2 separate regions of the Mus musculus genome follow, and region 1 is linked to region 2. Evidence: chromatin contacts called from public promoter capture Hi-C data. All regions are on one chromosome and are shown on one strand. The core of a region is the stretch at or near the end of the contact, and the rest is flanking DNA. Distances in the headings are between cores, read along the strand shown. Region 1 holds the start of C1qa (complement component 1, q subcomponent, alpha polypeptide). Region 2 holds the start of Ephb2 (Eph receptor B2).

Evidence for each region. Capture Hi-C pulls out chosen DNA fragments and counts their contacts.
Region 1: a contact with region 2 is called in a promoter capture Hi-C map of pancreatic islet. The contact joins the promoter of C1qa here to the promoter of Ephb2 in region 2. A contact is called at or near these places in 7 of 39 promoter capture datasets (the 3T3-L1 cell line, cranial neural crest, embryonic stem cells and 4 more), 7 of 484 Hi-C or Micro-C datasets (the G1E-ER4 cell line, differentiating embryonic stem cells, embryonic fibroblasts and 2 more), 4 of 115 datasets of contacts at active chromatin or transcription factors (bone marrow-derived macrophages and embryonic stem cells) and 3 of 9 other capture datasets (adipose tissue, liver and pancreatic islet).

Annotation. Positions count from the first base shown.
Region 1 is chr4:136,895,165-136,901,217 of GRCm38.p6, forward strand. It overlaps C1qa (complement component 1, q subcomponent, alpha polypeptide), which reads right to left and starts at 3,680. Exons shown (of 3, transcript NM_007572.2): 1 at 3,582-3,680; 2 at 2,511-2,680; 3 at 752-1,564. The coding sequence starts at 2,673. The coding sequence ends at 990.
Region 2 is chr4:136,832,460-136,838,895 of GRCm38.p6, forward strand. It overlaps Ephb2 (Eph receptor B2), which reads right to left and starts at 3,553. Exons shown (of 16, transcript NM_010142.4): 1 at 3,311-3,553. The coding sequence starts at 3,371. Gm31536 (a long non-coding RNA gene) reads left to right here and starts at 3,476. Exons shown (of 5, transcript XR_881502.3): 1 at 3,476-5,427.

The DNA of each region.
Region 1 (6,053 bases), core at 2,430-4,929, 63 kb after region 2:
CCACTCTCCATGTCTTCCTGGAAACCAACCGCTCAGGAAATTCAGCTCTGGGAAAGACTGCTGGGTGTCCGAGAGAGCCACTTGTTTGCCCTCTCTGAGCTAGGCTGCAGAAGCACCTGTGTGGTTTTGTCCAAGGATAACTGGGAAGACTGGGAGGGTATTGGTCAGCTAGCCTGATTTCAACTGCAGCTCCTTGCCTGAGGTACTGACCTGGGGCTTGATGCCCCCTGCTCCTTAGTCATCTGGGAAGTATGGTTAGAATTCTCACTTAGGAGCTTGCTCAACAAGACTGACCAACACAGAACAACAGACCCCTGTCTCCAGCTTTCACGCCCTGGCCACGGCAGCCCCCTCCCCTCTCCAAACTTCCATTACTGGCACCACTTAGCAGATTTGGAAACTGAGGTCATGTGGTGTGATCTGGCAGCTAGCAGGGGCTGACATCTGGAGCCTGGTTGATATGCCCTCCGCAACCATTGTGTACAGTGCTAACTAACACTGCTTTCCCAGTCAGCCAAGCAGTCAGCGATGGCCACTTTTTTTTTTTTTTTGAGACGGGGTTTCTCTGTATAGCCCTGGCTGTCCTGGAACTCACTTTGTAGACCAGGCTGGTCTCGAACTCAGAAATTCACCTGTCTCTGCCTCCCAAGTGCTGGGATTAAAGGCGTGCATCACCACCGCCCAGCAGCGATGGCCACTTTTATGCCCCTTTCCTGCTCAGTGCCCAGAACAGCCAGCCACTGCACGGAAAGTCACAGACACAGACGGGGATCGTTTATTCCAGAAAGTGCTTAAAGAAACCACTGGGCAGTGTGCAGAAACATCAGTCCTCAGTGCCCTCCCTCCGAGACAGCCCCTCCCCCAGGGTGCTAAAGCCCCAGCCCCTTCACTTTGCAGAGTGCGGAGGGGAGGGGTGCAGGACGGAGGGGGGGGCGTGGTCCACAACAGGGAGCGCAGGAGATGGCAGGATGCAGGGGCAGATCCCCAGCTCAGGCCGAGGGGAAAATGAGGAATCCGCTGAAGATGCTGTCGGCTTCAGTGCCCTGGTAAATGCGACCCTTTGCGGGGTCCTTTTCGATCCACACCTCGTCCCCTCGTCGCAGCTGAAGCACGGTGCCCCCTGCTAACACCTGAAAGAGCCCCTTGTTGTTGGTGTTAGAGAAACTCAGGGAATCCCTGGGCTGGCCCCCGGAGGAAGACTTGATAAACAGACAAAGGTCCCACTTGGAGATCACTTGGAAGTTGAAGTAATAGAAGCCGGGCACTGCACAGATGAAGCGACCCGTGTGGTTCTGGTATGGACTCTCCTGGTTGGTGAGGACCTTGTCAAAGATAACCACGTTGCCAAGCGTCATTGGGTTCTGCCGAATGGCTGAGAAAGCTGGCCGGGGCTGGTCCCTGATATTGCCTGGATTGCCTTTCACGCCCTTCAGTCCTTGGGGGCCGCTGTCCCCCAGGGGACCACTGGGACCTGGGAGCCCCACATTGCCAGGTTTGCCAGGGGGGCCAGATTCCCCTGGGTCTCCTTTAAAACCTCGGATACCAGTCCGGATGCCAGCAGCTCCTGTGTGCAAAGAGAGCGAGCAGATTGGTAGATGTGGAGTGGGGTGGGGCATCGTGGGTAAGAAGTCCAGAGCCTGCCTATCCTCACAGAAAAAGCCTTTGCTTTGAAGAGACCCAGTCTGACTGGCCTGACTGGCTGTGTGGTCTTGGGCAAGCATGTTAACCTCTCTGAGCCTCTGCTTCAACTATAAAACCCAGAGAAGCAAATGCAGCCATGTGACAGACCCTGCATTTTTAGGAAACGTGGGGCTGGCTCTCTGGTTGCTCAGTTGAGTCCAGCCATGGTGCTGTCACCTCGCATGTCTCTAAATCACCAACTCCTTTTTCATATTTAGGACCCTTTGGCACAACTGTGTGCAAATCAGCATGAGGGTCCTTTTGGTCTGCAGGAGACTGGGAGGGTCAGGTTGACAGGTCAGGATGTCTTTTCTTCCGGCTCTGGTCATAACTCCTCCCCTCTCGTCCTCCTCAGGATCATGAATTCTAACAGGGTAGAGTGGACAGGAGAGCAGGGACAAAGTAGAGGGCTGGAAGGACATGCAAGTGACTGTTGATACTGGCTGATCTTTCTCTACGCACCAGGCAGGGCTCTGCCTCGATTTTACGGAGGAGGAAATGGACTCTCAGAGAGCATCCGTAATTTGTTTGAGGTCAACCAACAAGTCAATGGCTCTTGACTCTAGACTCTTGGGCCTCTTTTTTAGACCATCCACATCCATTCTCTGTGTGGCCTAGTCTTTGGAGGAGAAAGGGGAAAGAGGAATGTCAAAGCAGGAAAGAGAAGCTGGGGACAAGGTCCAAGAGAAGGCTAGGCCTTCAGGTTCCGGGGTGAACCGCTCACTGTAGTGACTTCCTGGAACTCAAATGCACCATCGCTTCTCAGGACCCCTAAACCATTGCCTCCAGGATGGTGCGGGACCAGCACCCCAGCCGGAGAGAACGCTTACCTGGCTCCCCTCTCTCTCCTTTGAGACCCGGCCTCCCCGGGCGGCCAGGATTTCCTGGAGCCCCATCCTTCCCGTTGGGTGCTCGGCAGACATCTTCAGCCACTGTCCATACTAGGGTCATGGTCAGCACACAGGCCACCAGCCATCCCTGAGAGGTCTCCATGGTGTCCCTACAGAGACACACAGGGACACTGGGTATGCTGGACACTTGGGATCACATGTCTGTCCCATGATGACATGTTACCATGTTCTACACGCAAGGTTATGTGACCCAGTCTAGGGCCATTCATATCCTCAATGCCTGTCTGGATCACAGGTCCCCGATACTAGCACTAACAATGACTTTGACCCTAACCCCTAGCCCTAGCTAGAACCCTGACCCTTCTTACTCTGCCCTTAACCCTAGCACCCACCCCCTACCCTAATCCTAACCTATAGGCCCTAGCTCTAGGCTTAATCCTGACCCTGACCCTGACCCTGACCTTGACCCTGACCTGACCCTAGCCCTAGCCCCAGCCCTAAACCCCACACTACCTTTTGCTCTGCACCTGTCCAGCATTTGCTCCTATATCCACACAGACCTCCCCGCTCTCTGGACACGCAGGCTCACACACTCCCACGGATGATGGATCTCATTGAACAAATATTTACCAAGTGTCAGCACTGTTTTAATTACAATCTCCGGCCCAGATGGTGAGCTATGCACACTCACAGGCTTTCACAAACATCTGCCTACTCTCCCGCAGCCTCAGCCCCTTTCCACATCCACATGAGGGCTGACTGTCCCTGCAAAGCCCTCTGCTGCTGGGCGCTGACTCCCCCGAGCGCTTTCTGGCTTTCTGTGTTTCTGAGGCATGGAGCATGGTTCTGAGCTACTAGCTCTCACGGTTCCCCAAAGCTCTGGCCAGAGGAGAGGGTCCTTCCACCTGCCTGCTCTGTGTCAGTGTCCCCAGCCTATCCACCCTTGCACTGAACTAGCTTGCAGCAATATTCTTCCCTCTCGCCTCAGTTCTCCAGAGTGGTCCCCCAAGGTTGGTTTCCCAGCCCCCTCTCCCTCAGGCTTGGTCTCACCTGCCTCCGTGGTCCGATCAAACTGGATGCTCCAGCCCTTTGCTGATGGTGGGACACCCGTCAGCAAAGGCGTGTCACCAGGACACTGCCAAGTTTCATATCCTTTCCGACTTCCCCTTCTTGGAATCTACCCCCTGAACTTCCCCAGGGCCAGACACCACACACGGAAATTTTAAGCGGACCTCAGCACGTTTGGGACAGGGGATGTCCTGCCCAGCCACAGTTGTGGGGAGGACTCTGAAGATGGGGGTTGGGGTTCTTCAGGATCCAGAAAAGCACAGAATATCAGGGCAGAAGGACTCTGTCTTCAAACTTGTACCCTGGGGCTTTTTTCATGATTGGGAAAGACACAAGAGCTTAGGGCCAAGTGCTTATAAAATTCAAAGAAGGGACAGGCCACCTGGAACAGAGAGAACAGACCACTGGGAGGCTGAAGGCACATAGCAATGGGTTTCAAGGCTCGATACTCCCTAACAGCCTGTCTTTGGGAAGCTCCAACATCTCTTCGCTCTTGGTTTCTTCCTTACCTTTTTTTTGTTGTTTTTAAAACGATCTATTTATTATGCATACAGCATTCTGCTTGCATATATGCCCACAGGCCAGAAGAGGGCGACAGATCTCATTACAGATGTTTGTGAGCCGCCAGGTGGTTGCTGGGAATTGAACTCAGGACCTCTCGAAAAGCAGCCAGTGCTCTTAACTTCTGAGCCATCTCTTGCTTTCCCCCCCCTTTTTTTCTTTTTCCTTTCATTCTTTCTTTCTTTCTCTTTTCGAGACAGGGTTTCTCTGTGTAGCCCTGGCTGTCCTGGAGCCCACTCTGCAGACCAGGCTGGTCTCGAACTTAGAGATCCACCTGTCTCTGCCTGGGGTTAAAGGCGTACGCCACCACCATCCAGCCTCACTCTTAGATTCTTTATCTGTAACCTGGGATCAAATTCTATCTCAGAAGGTTGTTGTGAAAGTTTAATGTCAGGCAGCTGCAGAACACGGGGCACCTGATAACCACTTATTCACCAAATGTCATCAATATTAAAAAATAGTTTATTTATTGTTTCTCTTTGTATATGCATGTTAGGGTGGGTTTGTGTGCTACGGTGGAGCACGTGTGGAGGTCAGAGGTCAACTTTGAGGAATTGGTTCTCTCCTACCATGGGATCTGAGCTCACATTCTCAGGTTGGTGAAGGGAACACTTTCACTCACTGACCCCAACATCTTTTCCTGAGACAGGTTCTTATATATCCAGGGTTGGCCTGGACATCCTGACCCTCCTGCTTCTACCACCTGAGAGCTGGGATTGAAGGTGTGCTTCCATTATGCTTGCTTTATTCAGAGCTGGCCATTGAACCCAGGGCTTCATAAATCCTAGCCAAGTGTTTGTTGTGGATAGCCCTGGGGCTAATTCTATTTGATGTTAATTCTGTTCTCCTGTGAGTGGCTGTGAACTAGGAATGAGTCAGCACTCAGGTGATTTCCTGTACACCTTCTTCTCACCTTAGTTTGTAAAATAAAGGAGAGCTGCTGGTTGGGCAGATAAAAGGGAAGGTGGAGCAGGAGGTGGAGAGAAAGAAGAAGGAGAAAATGGGAGAGGGAGAGGACGCAGAGGAGGAAGAAGAAGAAAATCAGAGCAGAAGCACATGGCCTGGAGAAACTGCAAGTTCCTAAGGAGTTTCATAGATGGAGAAGATGGTAGTGTAGCCATAGATCTGCCCAATCTAGGCACACAGCATGTGATCATATTAATTGAGCTGTGTTTTCATTGCTGGGACATATTTGGGTTGGAGATTTACTGCAACAAGTGTTCTACCAACTGAGCTATAGCCAAGCCCTTCAAATCAATATTTAAGCAACAACAACATCAGAGCTACAAGGCTGGTGGGTGGCTCAGCTTTAGAGACTCACCTACTAGCATGGATAAGGTCCCAAGTTTCACCTCAGCGCCATTTTTGAAAGATACACACATATATATTTTCAGTTAAAAAAACCAAAAACCTACCATTACATCAAGTATGGTGGCACGTGCCTATAACCCCAGCACTGCTAAGGCAGAGGCTGGAAGATCAAGGACTCAAGGCCACTTCCCTTGAGGCTAGACCAAACTACATAAGGCCATAACAACAGCAACAAAAAGGAGGGCCAGAGAGATGCCTCAGCGGGTAAAAGCACTTGCCATAATGCCTGATGACCTGACTTGTCTTCTGATCTTCACGTGTATGCTATGGTATGCAAGCACGCATACAAACAGATAGATGATAGACAGGTGGATGGATAGATGGATGGATGGATAGATAGATAGATAGATAGATAGATAGATAGATAGATGAAATAGAAGTTCTTAGAATGTGTGGCCTATGATGAGACCCTCAGGGTCCTACCTGGCTCAGTGAAGGGCATCCAAAACTCACATATGTACCTAGAGAGAAAAGAGAAGGATTCCACCCAAAATCACAAGACTTCTGGACGATTCATAAGAC
Region 2 (6,436 bases), core at 2,303-4,802:
TCCCACTAGTGTCCTCGGGGCACACTCCCTTAGGTCACACCCAAGGAAATGCCAGATCATCGGGCTCCCGGGCCTTTCCATATGCTGCTAGCTTGCCTGGCAACATTTTTCCTCTTCCTCACAGTCCCAAAGTCAACTGCCTCAACTCTGAAGAGACCAATCTGTGAAAAAAAAACCCACCAAAAACCACCAGGTGGCTAAGAAAGTTCATTGCCGGGAGAGTGGGGAGTGAAAAAATGAACCGGCAGCACAGAGCCATAAAAGAGGAAACAACCCTTTTCCAGCCCAAACTGCACCCCCAGGTGGCCCTCAACTTCCTCCTGGCAGTGCTAGGGGACACACTTCACACATTCGCTCTTGCCAACGATTTTCTCTGTCAGCCTGTCCCCTGTCTCCTTGCAGGCCCCAGGGTCCAGCACCAGCCAGCCAAAAAGGAAGCACCATCAATATTTGGAAAGCAAACGAAGGGCTGTGAAGGGGAGAGACCTCTGCCTTTACATTCCATCTAGTAGTGAGTCGGCCACCATCCTCTGTCAGATGTGTCCCTGGGCCCAGCTCCAGATGTTCAACACTTTGCTTTTCCTGGAGGGGGTCTTGTGGTTTGGGCGAGACATTATGCTCACCATTCTTGCCGGGGGTGGGGGGAACCACTCCCCGGCGTGCGCACGCACACACATACGTGCACATACACACGTGCACCTCATCTCCTCGCAAGCATTCCACAGGCTAGAGCTGGAAATCCTTAGGCTGTAATGCTCAGGGCAGCCCCGTGATGGGCTAGGAGACAGAGCAAGCCAGAAGAGAAAGAAAGGCAGGCAGTGGTGGTCTTACGGCTCTGGATGCTGGAGGCCAGGGCTGTCCTCCCTGGCCTCTGGCCTCCATACTGTCCCACAGACGGGGCTGCATCTTGGAGCATCCAATGTGCCCCAGATATGCTATAGGCAGTACCACCTACTCTTCCTTTCCAGGACAAAGGCATACCCAATTCTTACAGTTGGATTATTTCTCCATCCACTATTCAGTAGGATGTTTACGATCACACAGGTGAGACAGTCACTGTGATCACCTTAAGTGACAGAGGAGAAAAAAAAGAGGCTTGGAGGAAGGATTTAGGGATGGCTGGTATAAAGATGGAATCCACAGAGAATAGCCAGAGGCCCTACCTAGGGAAACTGAGGCTCCTACAGAGAAGGCAGCTACCCCAGCGTCCCGAGAGAATTACAAGCAGTCCCCTGGGGTCCACCTCATACCTTCTCTCAGTCCAATATGAGCTAATCATGATGAATTAAATTCTCCAGAGTTCTCCTACTCCTGCCCCCAAACGGGCAACCATCCCGTCTTGTGACATCAGCTGCCAACCAGCTCTGTGTCCAGGGCCAGGGCCCAGCCAGGCCACAGCCCCCCCAGATTCTAACCACCCACTTGCCAGAGCTGGACAGACGTGGCCCTTCCATCTACCCCACGGTAATTAAAAACACACTCGGGCCTTCTCAAACGCACAAGAGAGGCCAATTTTCTTCCCCTCCAGCCCCACTGACTGCAACCTAAATAGCAATATTTATGCCAAGCTCCCCATAATACTGTAAACATCCCAACGTATAGCGGGCCAGCACATGAGTCATTTCCCCAAAGCCGGAGTAATACGCGGTACACCAACCAGCTCCCAGGGAGCTCCCCGCCAGCAGCCGGGCTCCACGGCTGCCCTCCACACCCAGGGCCCGTGGCACCCTCAGTGCCCTGGCCACCCCACTCTGGGAAACCGCAGGCAGCCGCCAAATCCTGCAGGAGCCGGAGGACAGCTGCCTTGGTGCCAAACACTATGGCTGCCATCCAAGGACCCCCCCCCTTCTCCTCCCCACTGCGGTCACTAAAATGCTCATTACTGGGAAAGAAACTAAGTTATAGCACGGGGTCCCCCACCATGCCTGGAGTGGCTGTGCCTGGAGCCCTCAAGGCTTCTTCACACCTCACCCCAAAGTGACCCAAGAATAGGGCACTCTGTGTCTCACCCCTCAAGCCCTCGGTGGCACACTCCTAGAACGGGTCACCTTCTTTAGGGGTAAGAAAACCCAGCCAGTTGTTTGAAAGACCTCAGACTCAGGGCCTATTTTTATCACCCAATGGCTAGGGCTGAGACAGGATTTTTCTGAACCCGCGGTTTCCCTATTTGCTAAAAACCAGTAAAAATTCGACCCATCTGGCTTCCCGGAAGACTTCTGAAGGATTCAACACAGATTGTCGGCCGGCAAGCACTTTGCAAAGAAGGCTTCAAGTACCTTGTCAACCGTGCAGCACGCTGTAAACCACGGAGAGCAAAGTACTTCATAAACTGAAGCGACTGGCAAACTGTAGAGCACAGTACACGTGAGAACCATTATTAGGATTCACGCCTGGTCCTTCCAGCCCGGCCATTCCTGGTGGACACACCCAGACCCCCACTAACAACTTTTCCTCCAAAGCCAGCGAGCTGCGACCACCTGGCAGCCACTCCCGCCCCCGGGGGGTCGGGTGGTACCACAGCGCGAGGCCTCGGGGAGAGGCCCAGAGACCCAGGCCAAGGCCAACAACACATGGCAAAGCATCTGGTCCGGTCTCTGACGGCAGCTGGAGAGTTCTCGGGGCTCCAGACTCCACGCTGAGCTCTGTCGCCCACGGGGCGGTGGCCCGCGGAGGTACCCGGAGAACCCGGCGCGCAAGAGTGATGCCCATCGCCCCATCCCCCGCTCAGTCCTGCTGGGGAGGGGACCCCATTGTACGCCGCGAGCGACCGGGCGGGCACGGACGCGAGGGTGGGGGACACGCGCGCTTCGCTCCACTCCACGGGTGCCCCTGCTCTTCGGGTGGCCCAGGCTGCATCCAAGGGGGCGCGGCCAGGGATCCCCAATCCTTGGCGCGGCCGCGGTGCCTCCCTCGGAACGCTCCCTGCCAAACTTTGCAGCACCCACTGCGCGCCGGGCCCGCGCCCCTGAGCTCGGTGCCGAGGCATTGCCGGGCTCTGCGGGGATGCGGGGACCTCGGTGGCGGGCGCGCAGTGGTAAGACCCCCCAGCCCTGGGCGGCGCTCACCCGGCTGGCTACAAAGCCTCGGCAAGATGGTCCCTTCGCCTCCTCCTGGCACAGTCAATCAGCGCCCGCCGCTCGCCCGGGCGCCCGCGGGGCCCCGCGTCTTTCCCAGCGGTGGCCGCCGGCCACACCTCCCCGCGGCCACCTGCGCCCGGCACCGGCCCCCGGGCAAACTTTGCGACCGCGGGGCCGAGTGAGGGGGCGACCCGGGGCCGAGGCGGCCGCTCCCCGCCCCCATCCCCGCTCACCTTCCACGGCGGCTAGCAGCGGCAGCAGCAGCAGCGCGGCCCCCAGCCTGCGCACGGCCATTGCTGCGCTGCCCGGAGCCTCCGGCCGCGGCGCCGCGGGGACCCCCGGGCTGGAGCGCGCGCCCCGGGCTCGGGGGGCCGGCGGGGAGCGGCGGGGCGCGGCGCACACACACACGAGCCGCCGCCGCCGCGCAGCCAGCAGAATGAGCCATCCAGCCCGGGCAGAACGGGGACCCGGGCTCCGCCAGCGCTGGGCACGGCCCACCTGAGCCGCGGGCGTGGGGGGAGCCGGGGTTGGACTGCCAATCCTGTGCCTCTGCCCGGTGCACCCACGGGTTGCACCACGCCCGAGTCATGATCTTCTAAATCTTTTGAGTCCCTTCGGATGGGGCAGCAACCGTGTTGGAGCATCGTGACCCCACTCACCCGGGTGTCCGGGACCCCGGAATCCCCCCCGCGCAGCAGTGGTCTCTCCCGGCGCTGTGGCTCCTCCAGATAAAGCAGCGATTTCAGCCCAAATGTTTCTCAATTTTTATTGAATGCTGCAAAGCCGAGATCGTCTGGCGCGGCTGACAGGAGCAGAGAGAGGGGACCCGGGGCGGGGGGGCGGAGAACGAGGAAGGGGCTGCCCAAAGCCGGGGGACTGGCCCTACCTGTCAGGACTGGGAGTGCCACCCCCTTGCCTGAGCCCTGCCACCCGCGTCCCTGCGGCTTCGAAAGGGACTGAACTGCAATGAATGAGGGGGGGAAAGAGGGGGGAGCTGGGAACAAAACAGGCGGCTTTCCCAGGCTCTAGGGTTGGGCTGGGGCCTCTGCCTGGGAGAGTGGGCCTTGGCGCTCGCCCGCGGGCCCGGGGTTCTCTCTGGCAGGAGTGGCGGGCCCTGGCAGGCAGACCCCGGGCCTTCCCTCCTTGCCTTGTTGTCTTGCGCGAGCCCACCGGCCCCTCCCCGCGGACCTTCCCAGCCGCACATTGTATTTCTCCTCTGTTGATCTGGTTCCCGGTGCAGTTTGCGAGCAGGGGTGTGGAGGAGGCCCGGGGGTGGGGGGTGCCTAGCGACAGCCCCTACTCCACCCCTCGGTGGAATGGACCTGTCTGGGCTGCTCGGTTTTGTGCATAGCTGTCCCTTCGGGGAGGACACAACCCCTTGTTCCATTTCTGCGGGCCCAGCCTGCTCTGACAGCCTTCATCACCATCATCATTAGCGGGCTTGCTGAGACCGGTGGTGGGAGGACTGGAGGGATCCTGCGGGAACCACCCAGGCAGGGCCCCTAGCCTTTGGGACCCGCGCTCCTGAAAACACACTTAGCCAACAGCACTGGCCATGATCATTGCAGTGGGTGGAAGAATGCTTTAGAGAGACAAGCTGTTAAAAGTCCAGTGCAGACCTCTCCAGTCCCTTTGTCCCACAAACTAACAAAACGTCCCAGAGATGTCTTCCCTTCAAGGCCCATCAGACAGACTGTCCTGAGACACCAACTGAGGTTTGGAAATTTGGGGCACCCTTTGAAGCATTGAGAGTCCATCAGAAATGAACCTCAGCCTGGGAGGCCACCTGGAAATGGTGGGCCTCGAAGGTTGCAAAGGAGGCAGAACAGAAGTGAGCCGGGGAGAATAGAAGACAACAGGGAAGATCACCCTCTCTGCCAACACCTTCCACTCCGTGTTGCCTGCAGACTCCTGCCTGGGGTAGAAGTTAATTGGGTGCCCTGGCTTTTTTTTTTTTTTCTCTGTTTCTCCTCATCAGACAAACCAAGGGGCTTAGGATTTGGTGGACTCTGAGCCTTTTCTCCTCCATCCCTGGTGTATACAGGTGGCCCCTCCCCATTTCCAGAAACATTTATGGGCCATCTATTACATCCTGGGTGGATTCAGCTCTGCTTTCTTTCTATCCCCTGGGGACCCTTGTCACCATCCACCCACCCCTAGCAATTGCTTCCTTCTTGATTTAAAATCCTTTTTGATTCAAAATACAAATACTAGATTTTAGCATCCTTTGAGAACCCGGGTACCAGGGATGAGGCTCGGGGCTGTTCACGTTTCCAGATTTTCCTCTCCTCCATTGTCACAACTCTGGTGGCAGGTGCAGGCCATCTCAGGTGATGAGACTGAGGACCAGGTAAGTCATCTGCTCAAGGCCAAATAGCGCATCGGAGCTAGGATTCAAGCAGTGTCTGACACCCACACTCATCCCTTGGGCCTTGCATAGGTCCATAGAACACGTTTATTCAGTTAGCCAACTTCCCACAGTCACTGAAAACCTTATCATTAATTGATAGCAGTCTGGACTTTTACCTGGCCAAACGCAAAAAAAAAAAAAAAAAAAAATCACTGTAGCAATAAACAAAGCCCCGTATCTTCCCCATCCCGTTCTCCCTCCGTGTTGTATGATTCCCCATTTGAGATCCTATAGAAAGGCTGAGTCTTGTCAGCCATCCAAGGCCTTCCTCTCTGCTCTCTTGGCAACTGCCTTCGACTCCGCCTTTGTCCCAGCCAAACCCTATCCAGCTTTCTCTGCTCTGTGACCAGGATTCCACCTCATCAACCCCTTACTAAGTGCCTTCACTAACTTTGGCCTCTTCGGGACTGACACCCATTTGCTTAGGATTTTCCGGAAAGATGATCACGGGTTCCCTTGCTGGGGCCTGGGGATAGTTTGATTATCTTCAGTTTGCATATTGCCTCTCAAACCCCCAGCATATTAGATGTTTCCTAATGGGGAACCTGCCCCTCCAGGTGTAGCAGAGGCTGGAGAGTGAGCTTTGGATCCAGACCCGGTCCCTCACTGCACAGGAAGAGACGGCTGGAAGCTTCATTTGTCTAATGACAACAGCTCCCCGCATTTGCAATCACGCTTTAACAGTTTACAAAGCAGTGTTCACACCCATCCAGTCGGCTCATGATAATTCAACGAGCGGAGCCTCCCACCCCCAGCACCAGCCTCTAGAAGGGGAAAGCGGGATCCAGAGAGGGAAAGGTACTTGCCCAAGTACTCACAGCACTGTTAGCTGTGCATCGCTGCAGTCATAGAGAGAAATCTGATGACCTCACTTGTCTGTGTCTCTTTCTGTCTCACTTGATTGACAAACATGAGTTGGGCATTGCCTACGTGCCAGGCACTGGGGAGG